Linked DNA regions of Hordeum vulgare: region 2 is linked to region 1. The links are chromatin contacts, called in public Hi-C maps. All regions are on one chromosome and are shown on one strand. The core of a region is the stretch at or near the end of the contact, and the rest is flanking DNA. Distances in the headings are between cores, read along the strand shown.

The links. A called contact is a pair of places that touch in the nucleus more often than the background predicts.
Region 2: a Hi-C map of seedling shows a contact between it and region 1, with 2.6 times the contacts expected there. The contact joins the promoter of LOC123442788 here to the promoter of LOC123442786 in region 1. A contact is called at or near these places in 4 of 6 Hi-C or Micro-C datasets (leaf and seedling).

What each region holds. Positions count from the first base shown.
Region 1 is chr3H:30,884,169-30,887,920 of MorexV3_pseudomolecules_assembly, forward strand. LOC123442786 reads right to left here and starts at 2,072. Exons shown (of 10, transcript XM_045118919.1): 1 at 1,987-2,072; 2 at 1,509-1,585; 3 at 758-961; 4 at 432-553. The coding sequence starts at 818.
Region 2 is chr3H:31,124,495-31,128,246 of MorexV3_pseudomolecules_assembly, forward strand. It overlaps LOC123442788 (aspartate--tRNA ligase, chloroplastic/mitochondrial), which reads left to right and starts at 1,701. Exons shown (of 15, transcript XM_045118921.1): 1 at 1,701-2,168; 2 at 2,829-2,969; 3 at 3,424-3,533. The coding sequence starts at 1,773.

The sequences.
Region 1 (3,752 bases), core at 822-3,321:
AACGATTGACGGGCATTCAAAGAAGTATGGTATAAATTCTATGATTTGTTATAGTATAGTATAGATAGATGTCCGCTATTGTTTCTGTTGTTTCTTTTCAGGTCTAGGAGTATTTTTGTAATATTATTTTGACATAATGTTTACTCAAAGACAGTTTTTAAAATTGGAAAAAGGAAATGGAATACTTCAAGGCTATTGTTAATGCTTTTTCCTGTTTCTGCTAGTTGAATTTCATGAATTTGGGTTGAGTAGACTTGCATTTGTACCTAATTTTTTAAAGCTTAAATGTTTGCCCCGTCTAACTTCAATTCCTAGATCTGGCGTTGAGTAAGACATGGTTTCACGTGGCACTAATGAGAAAATGTACGCACAAAAATCAACTCACACAATGGCACCAAAAATACATACATGTGCAAGAATCAGCAAGGTACCTTCTTCGCTGCAGTCTGCTCAAAGATGTCATCCATCTGCCGGCGGTAGATCATGAGGCGACCGACCGCTCTCCCGGTCATCCTCCCTGCCACTCTTGCCATCTTGATCATGTCACTGGGCTCTGCCAAGAACAGATGAATCAGACTAAACGGAAAAAAAAGGACCCGCGCTGCAGTTTCTCACAAATTGTGAAAAGAGAGCTCCCCAAATCATCTTCTTATGGCAGCAATCGGCAAAATAACCTATCCGATTGAGCAGCTCAGGCAGGCAATGAGATCAAATGAAAGGCAAAAGAAAAGAGAGGTGATGTGGCTCCAAGTCTTACTCATCATCACGGAGCAGGCCCCAAGGATGACCAAAAGCTGGCCGGTGGAGACGCCCAGCATGTTGTCCGCTGGAACCACTGACCCACCGGCAGGAGAGATAGGAGATCTCACCACCTGGCGAGGGCGGCACAGCTGGTGCGCGGAAGCTGGAGAGTTGCGGTGCGGCCGTGACTCAGCTTTGGGCTGGTCCAGGGGTGGTAGGCCTACCGTAACGAATGATGTGGATCGAATAGTCAATGATAGTAGGGAAAAGAATAAGAGGTTGTAATGAAATCCATTCTTTTGTTGAAATCCTATTCCGTTTGCTACAGCACAAGGTCATTCCATCACACAAATAATAAACCAAGCCATGTCACATATGCTACAGAAAGCATTCGTAATAAATAAACCAGGTCATATATGACATGGTTCAACAACCATCCCTACATATCCAAGTATGATTTGTCCTCCGCCATATCAAAGCACGAACACACCTTCAACTTCAATCAGCATATTCAGTAACACAAATTAATATGCCAAGCCATATTTCTTCAATCAGCATATTCAGTAACACAAATTAATATACCAAGCCATATTTGACATGGTCCAGCAAGGCTTCTAAACCAAATAAATAAACCAAGCCAAAAGCACATGCTGCAGCTACACTGATTTTTCCTCCACCATATCAAATCATGGACAAACATCAATCAATATCCACTAGCAAGCCATCAAATTTGTAAACAGAAGCAAGCACATGGCAAGATAAATAACCTGGGAGAGCAAAAAATATGTATTTGTTAGTCACGAGCCTTCAATTGGCCTTCAGGATGTGCCGACCTTGAAACAACCTGCAAATTCCAGAGAAATAGTCAGCATCTAAGAATCCAGCACGGGAGGAATTGGGATTTAAGAAGTGGTTAAAAGTGAGGCGAGCTGACGCCGCCATGGGGTACGGGAGGGGGCGGCGACCAGCTACTGCTCCACGACCCGCATCGGACATGGACGGGGTGGGGGTGAGGTCCCGCATCCAAGATGTGTGGTATAGGCAGGGGAGGGATGAGGACTGGCCGGATGGGGCAGAGGCGGAGAGGGAGGAGACACGCCGATGGCCGGAGATGGAGATGGAGATGGAGATGTCGAGCGGGGACAGAGGGGATCGATGCGGGCCGCACTGGCGATTGGGGGCGCTACCGCCGTTGCCGGCCGGAGACAGGAAGGGAGGGGGAGGAGGGGCGAGGCCGGGGCTCACCTGCGCCGCCGCTTCTCCCCTCGTCCCGCGCCGGTGCCGCGTCTCGCTTCACGCGACAAAAATAATAATATATAGAACATCTTTTTAGAACTACTGTACTCACTCTCACATGAAGCCGAGCGCAATAAGGACCGGCCCAGGCACGGGGGAGCCACAACATCGTTTTTTTTTGTCTTCCATGTTATTTTCTTTCCATTTTTTCTTTCTTTTTATTTACTTTAGTTTATACTTCCAAGTTCTAAATAAATTTATTAAAAACACTTTCGTAAAAACGCTTCCAAAAACTGTTATCCAAGCATTTGAAAAATGTTAAACATGTATATAGATTTTTTTTTCATGTATAAAAAAAACTACTCCCTCGGTCCAAAAATTCTTGTCTTAGGTCTGTCTAAAAATGGATGTATTTAAATACTAAAACGTGACTAGGTACATTCACATCTAAACAAATGTACGACAAGAATTTTGAAACGGAGGGAGTATAATGCGTGTGGAAAAAATTGATAAAGCATTTAATAAATTTTTAATCCACCATTTGAGAAAATATGTTACACAAGTGTTTATAAAAATTTAATCAAGCATTTGAAAACGTTAAATGTGTATAAATTGTTTTGACCATGTATTCAAAAAATGGTAATCTTGTATTAAAAATATTAATTTCTTATAGAAAAATGTTGACCATGTATTTTAAAATGTTAAGCTTGTACTTAAAAATGTTAATCAAATTAAAAAAACATAAATGTGTATAAAACAAAATTTGATCATGTATTCAAAAAAATGTTAATCTTGTACTTGAAAAATTATTAAATCAAGATTTTTGAAAAAAAATCATCATTGATTGGAGCTCTTAATGGGTATGACATCCAAAATTGGCACCCGATAGCTTAACGACGACCACAACTTAACGAAAAAACTTTCATGACACGCCATTTATCACCACAGAAGTGAACACTTCTATGATACTAAATGCATTATTGTCATGAAAACACTTCCATAACAACACATGTATGACTATCTTGATTCTCTCATAAAATCGTCATGGATATACATGCGTGACACAAAATGTGACCTATTATAACAAAGTCGTACCATCACATATGTGTTTTCTGATAGTGCACACAGTCGCGGACGGTCCTCTTGTCGGAGGGGGGACCGAGCTCTCCTTCCATCCATCTGAGTGGTTGCTCTTCGTACTGTGGAGTGGCAAGGATGCGCCGAAGCAATGTAGGGATCTGACTCTGGTTCCTTCTGGGCCCCGACTACGCGACGTCAATCGACCACGAGACTGAGAAATGAGCTTGTTTTAAGCGATCGTCACCTTCAGAAAGGTAGACACTTGCGGGATGCCATCCACGACAATCCCATCACCCTGTGTCGGACAACTGAAGGGTCAAGGCGTCGATGTCGAATGTTATCTGCCAGTGCCTGCTCGCAAACAACCAAGTTATGCTCAAGTTGAGCCACACGTGCGCCTTCTGCCAGAGTCTCCTCGTGTGTGACCTCAAGGACCGTGTCAGTCACCAAAACACCCAGAATATGGGTATTGAGGAGTCATTCATACCTCGCGCTACTTGAGAGGGTCCTTATCCACTGCATCTCCGTCGTTCGTGTTAAGAATATAATAGTTGCTTATTAATTAAGCTAATTAGGATTAAGTTAAGTGGTAGATAAGTTACTTGGTTCTCATGTACTTCCTTGGCTCTCAAGGCAACTATGTAATTCCTTGGCTTTCAAGTAACTATTGGTTACTTAACTGCCAAGCAACAAGT
Region 2 (3,752 bases), core at 451-2,950, 240 kb after region 1:
AAAACTAATAAAAACTAACAAATAATACATATTATGCAATGCTTGCGGTTAAAAGAGTAAAAACTGAAAATTATGTGTATGTACATGTAATTGGCTTAATGGAGCATGCTATGACTTGATATATAAAGATAATGCATAACAAATGAGCTCTAAAGATGCGTAAAATATGAAGCCATCACACATCAAGCACTAGAATCTCTTGTGATGTCATCCCTGACACACTTTATAAAAGACACACAACCCCATTCGCAATAGAACAATAAGAACACCCCAACAATAGTACAGGATCACCATCACCATTCCTAAAAACCCTATCCACCGCCATAGCCATTCTCCCCATACTTAGCCATATTTGTAAATGATTCATCACATACGACAACATAGTAAGACTTTGTATAATCATTCATCTATCACTGACATCTACAATGTTTCCCATGTATGAGTAATCCTTTTAGCCATGGCCTAAGGTACAACCTTGCGGCCCTATGTATGTATGCACATGAACGTTGGTATTGACTTTGCTTAATTGAACGTTTTTATGTGTTTTTCATAAAGGATTTGTCTCTCGTCTCTTTCTCGTTCTAAGGCTCTGCTTGTACGCAAAAACCATTAGATTGACCTAGGAGGAGGTAAAGTGCAGCGACGCATGGAAGGCTACACCAAATCCCGGTGTTAGTAAGTATTAGTATAGTAGGCGAAAGCAACTCCTTAGGGGCCTTGTTGTGTAGTCATTAAACGTCCAATATGTTGGTCCGTAGAAATCCTTAATAACCGAGGTAACCCTGTGCGATGGTGAGGGTCTTGGTTAGACAATAACTCATGATGTACGTTGTTGATCAATCATAATGTTATTTGGACACACCCTGACGTCTGCGGCGGCGCTGCATCTCTTTTTTGGATGGCTTGATCATGGTAAGGACGACAAATTTTGTGGAGACATCGAGTGATGAAGTCATAGAGGCGATAGCGGTTCGAAGCCATTCCGAGCTTGGTGAAGACTTGTGGGGTCGCATCGTCAAGGATCCGCTCAATTTCGAGCTTGATGAAGACGGGCAGGGTCGCGGTGTTGAGGATCCACGCTACTTCTGAGCAGAGCAATGTCGAGGATCCGCAATAATTCCAAGCTTGGTGAGGGCGTGGAGTGTCACGATGTCAAGGATTAGCGACGACTCTAAGGCGCTTTCGAGGAGTCCTTCACCTTTCGAAGCCGACATGCATTACATTTTCAAAACTTACTTTAGACGAAGTCATCTAGCCTCAAGGGTCGATGACTTTTTCATAAGGTGAGGATCACACACGACCAACATCAATATTGACATCTAAGAATCAATTCCGACATGTAAGAATCAACCTTCTTTTCAGGGTGTCCTTAACAACATGGTTAAAGACTAGTAGCGTACGATAGTCTGAAAGCGAAGGTCATCGTACACTAGATAAAATAACATAAGAATATTTATTTTTTAAATAGGTCCAGTCGACTCGTGAGAGCACGGCCTACGCCCCGGAGTGTTCATTAAGTCGTTATGCTTTACATTTTCGCGTGGCAAATAGGACCTAAAATTTCTATCAAGTTCACAAGGCATGTGTTCAAACCGTTGGAAAGCTTCGAATTCGGGCGTATTTCGCTGCACGGTTTGAAGGGGTGAAGCCGCGCTGTAAGATTCGCGCCGGAGGGATAAGGGCCATCAACGGTTGAGAAACCCATCCATGGTCGTCTCTAATCCCAAACCCTCTCTCCCCTCTTCCTCCGCTCCCTTCCCACGTCGCCACCAATGGCTTCCTCCCTCCTCCGCGCCTCGCCGCTCTCCCTCCTCTCCCGCCTGAAGCCACTCAGCCGCAGGCCTCCCGCCCCGCACCTCCGCGGCATCCTCCTGCTCTCCGGCTCCGCATCGGCCTCCCCACGCTCCACGCCCACGCCCCGAACCCTAGCGGCCGCCACCGATGCGGCGACCCCACCGGAGGAGGCGGCGGCGGCGGTGCTCCCCGCGGCCGAGGCGAAGCTGGAGAGGATGCAGCCTCTGCAGTGGCCCCAGCGGGACGCGCTCTGCGGCGAGCTCGGGGCGGGCGACGCCGGGCGCAGGGTCCGGCTCTGCGGCTGGGTCGCCCTCCGCCGCTCCCACGCCGGCCTCACCTTCCTCACCCTCCGCGACTCCTCCGGCATGGTCCAGGTGACCCGTTTTCGTTTCAATGTCGTTGGCCTGGTTGTTATTGCTGCTGCAAAGTGCAAACATAAGCATCGCTTCATGATGATCTCTTAGTTATGAACATGCAATGTAGCTGCTGCTGCTGCGGTAGAGACAACTTCTATCTATGCAGCTGACCGCCGATGATATCACATTTTCTGCTGAAGCTTACGCCACATAATTTGTGCCACCTGGAATGGTCTGTTGTGTTGAAGTAGAAACCAGATACTGTGTTGTAGAGTGATTTTGGCAAGTGTTTGTAGTCAGCAAAGGTCAATGCGGAAGTACTCCCTCTGTACCTAAATATTTGCAGCTGACCGCCGATGATATCGCAATTTTTTGCTAAAGCTTCCGCCACATAATTTGCGCCACCTGAATGGTCTGTTGTGTTGAAGTAGAAACCAGATACTGTGTTGTAGAGTGATTTTGGCAAGTGTTTGTAGTCAGCAAAGGTCAATGTGGAAGTACAGTAGTATTCTATACTGAGCAACTAATATTCCCTTTTTTTCGGAGAAATAACTTTTCAGAGGCTTGCAGAGTGATAACTATTTCAAGATTGCCTGTCATAGTTACTGATGTTTATGGTCATTATTGTTCGAACTGTTTAGTGATCTTAAGCCAGTGTTTGTTCTACTCTTTCTGCAGGTGACGACTCTGCCGGAATACCCTGAAGTTTACGCTGTTGTAAACAAGCTGAGAGTGGAATCAGTGGTTTCTGTTGAGGGGGTGGTGCGTCTGCGCCCAACGGAAGCTTTCAATGCAGATATGAGGACTGGGGCTATAGAGGTACTGACTAGTCTCGATGGTAATCTATTTAATATTTTTTGGGGACGAAAGAGCTAGTTAATGTGGTTAGAATTGGAAATTTACGCTATCTAGCATAGAAACGTTATTACCTACTGCTACAGATCAACAGTAGGCTGTAGCTTTTCTCCAAGACCTGTCTGTGTTGTTACTCTCTTATCTTGCTATCCCAAGTTGTAAAACTGCAAGACACTGTTACTTCAGTTGATCGTAATGGAAATGGGACCAGGCCATCATCCCATTTCTGGAACATGCAGAATGCATTAGGGATTAACTTGACTAACACAAAGGAGAGAAACCATATACGACATAGTTCATATTTCACTCTTCGAATAATTGTTTCCTTGAACTGTCATGAGCTTTCCTATCTTTGTTCCGTGTTCTTCCAAATTGCAACATATTTTTGTAACGATGGTATCATGTTCGCATCTTGAAGATTGCTGCAGATCGTGTATCAGTGCTCAACTCGGTAACTCGTTCCCTACCTTTTCCAATCACTACTGCTGATACAGTGACAGAAAGATTTCCAGAAGAAGTCAGATTGAGGTAAGAGAAGCAGAATCTGTGTTCTCTGCATATTTTCTTGTTGGCATATTTTCAAATACCTGGAAGAAAGTTTTGTTGGATCCCCCAAAATATCCAGCTGCTGATTGATTATTGGCTAGCAAGTGCTTAACACATTTGTGCAGAATGTGATTAGGTTGTACATCTGAAGTGCACATATAATATTAGCCACCAAGATGATGCATAAGAAACTTAGGCATT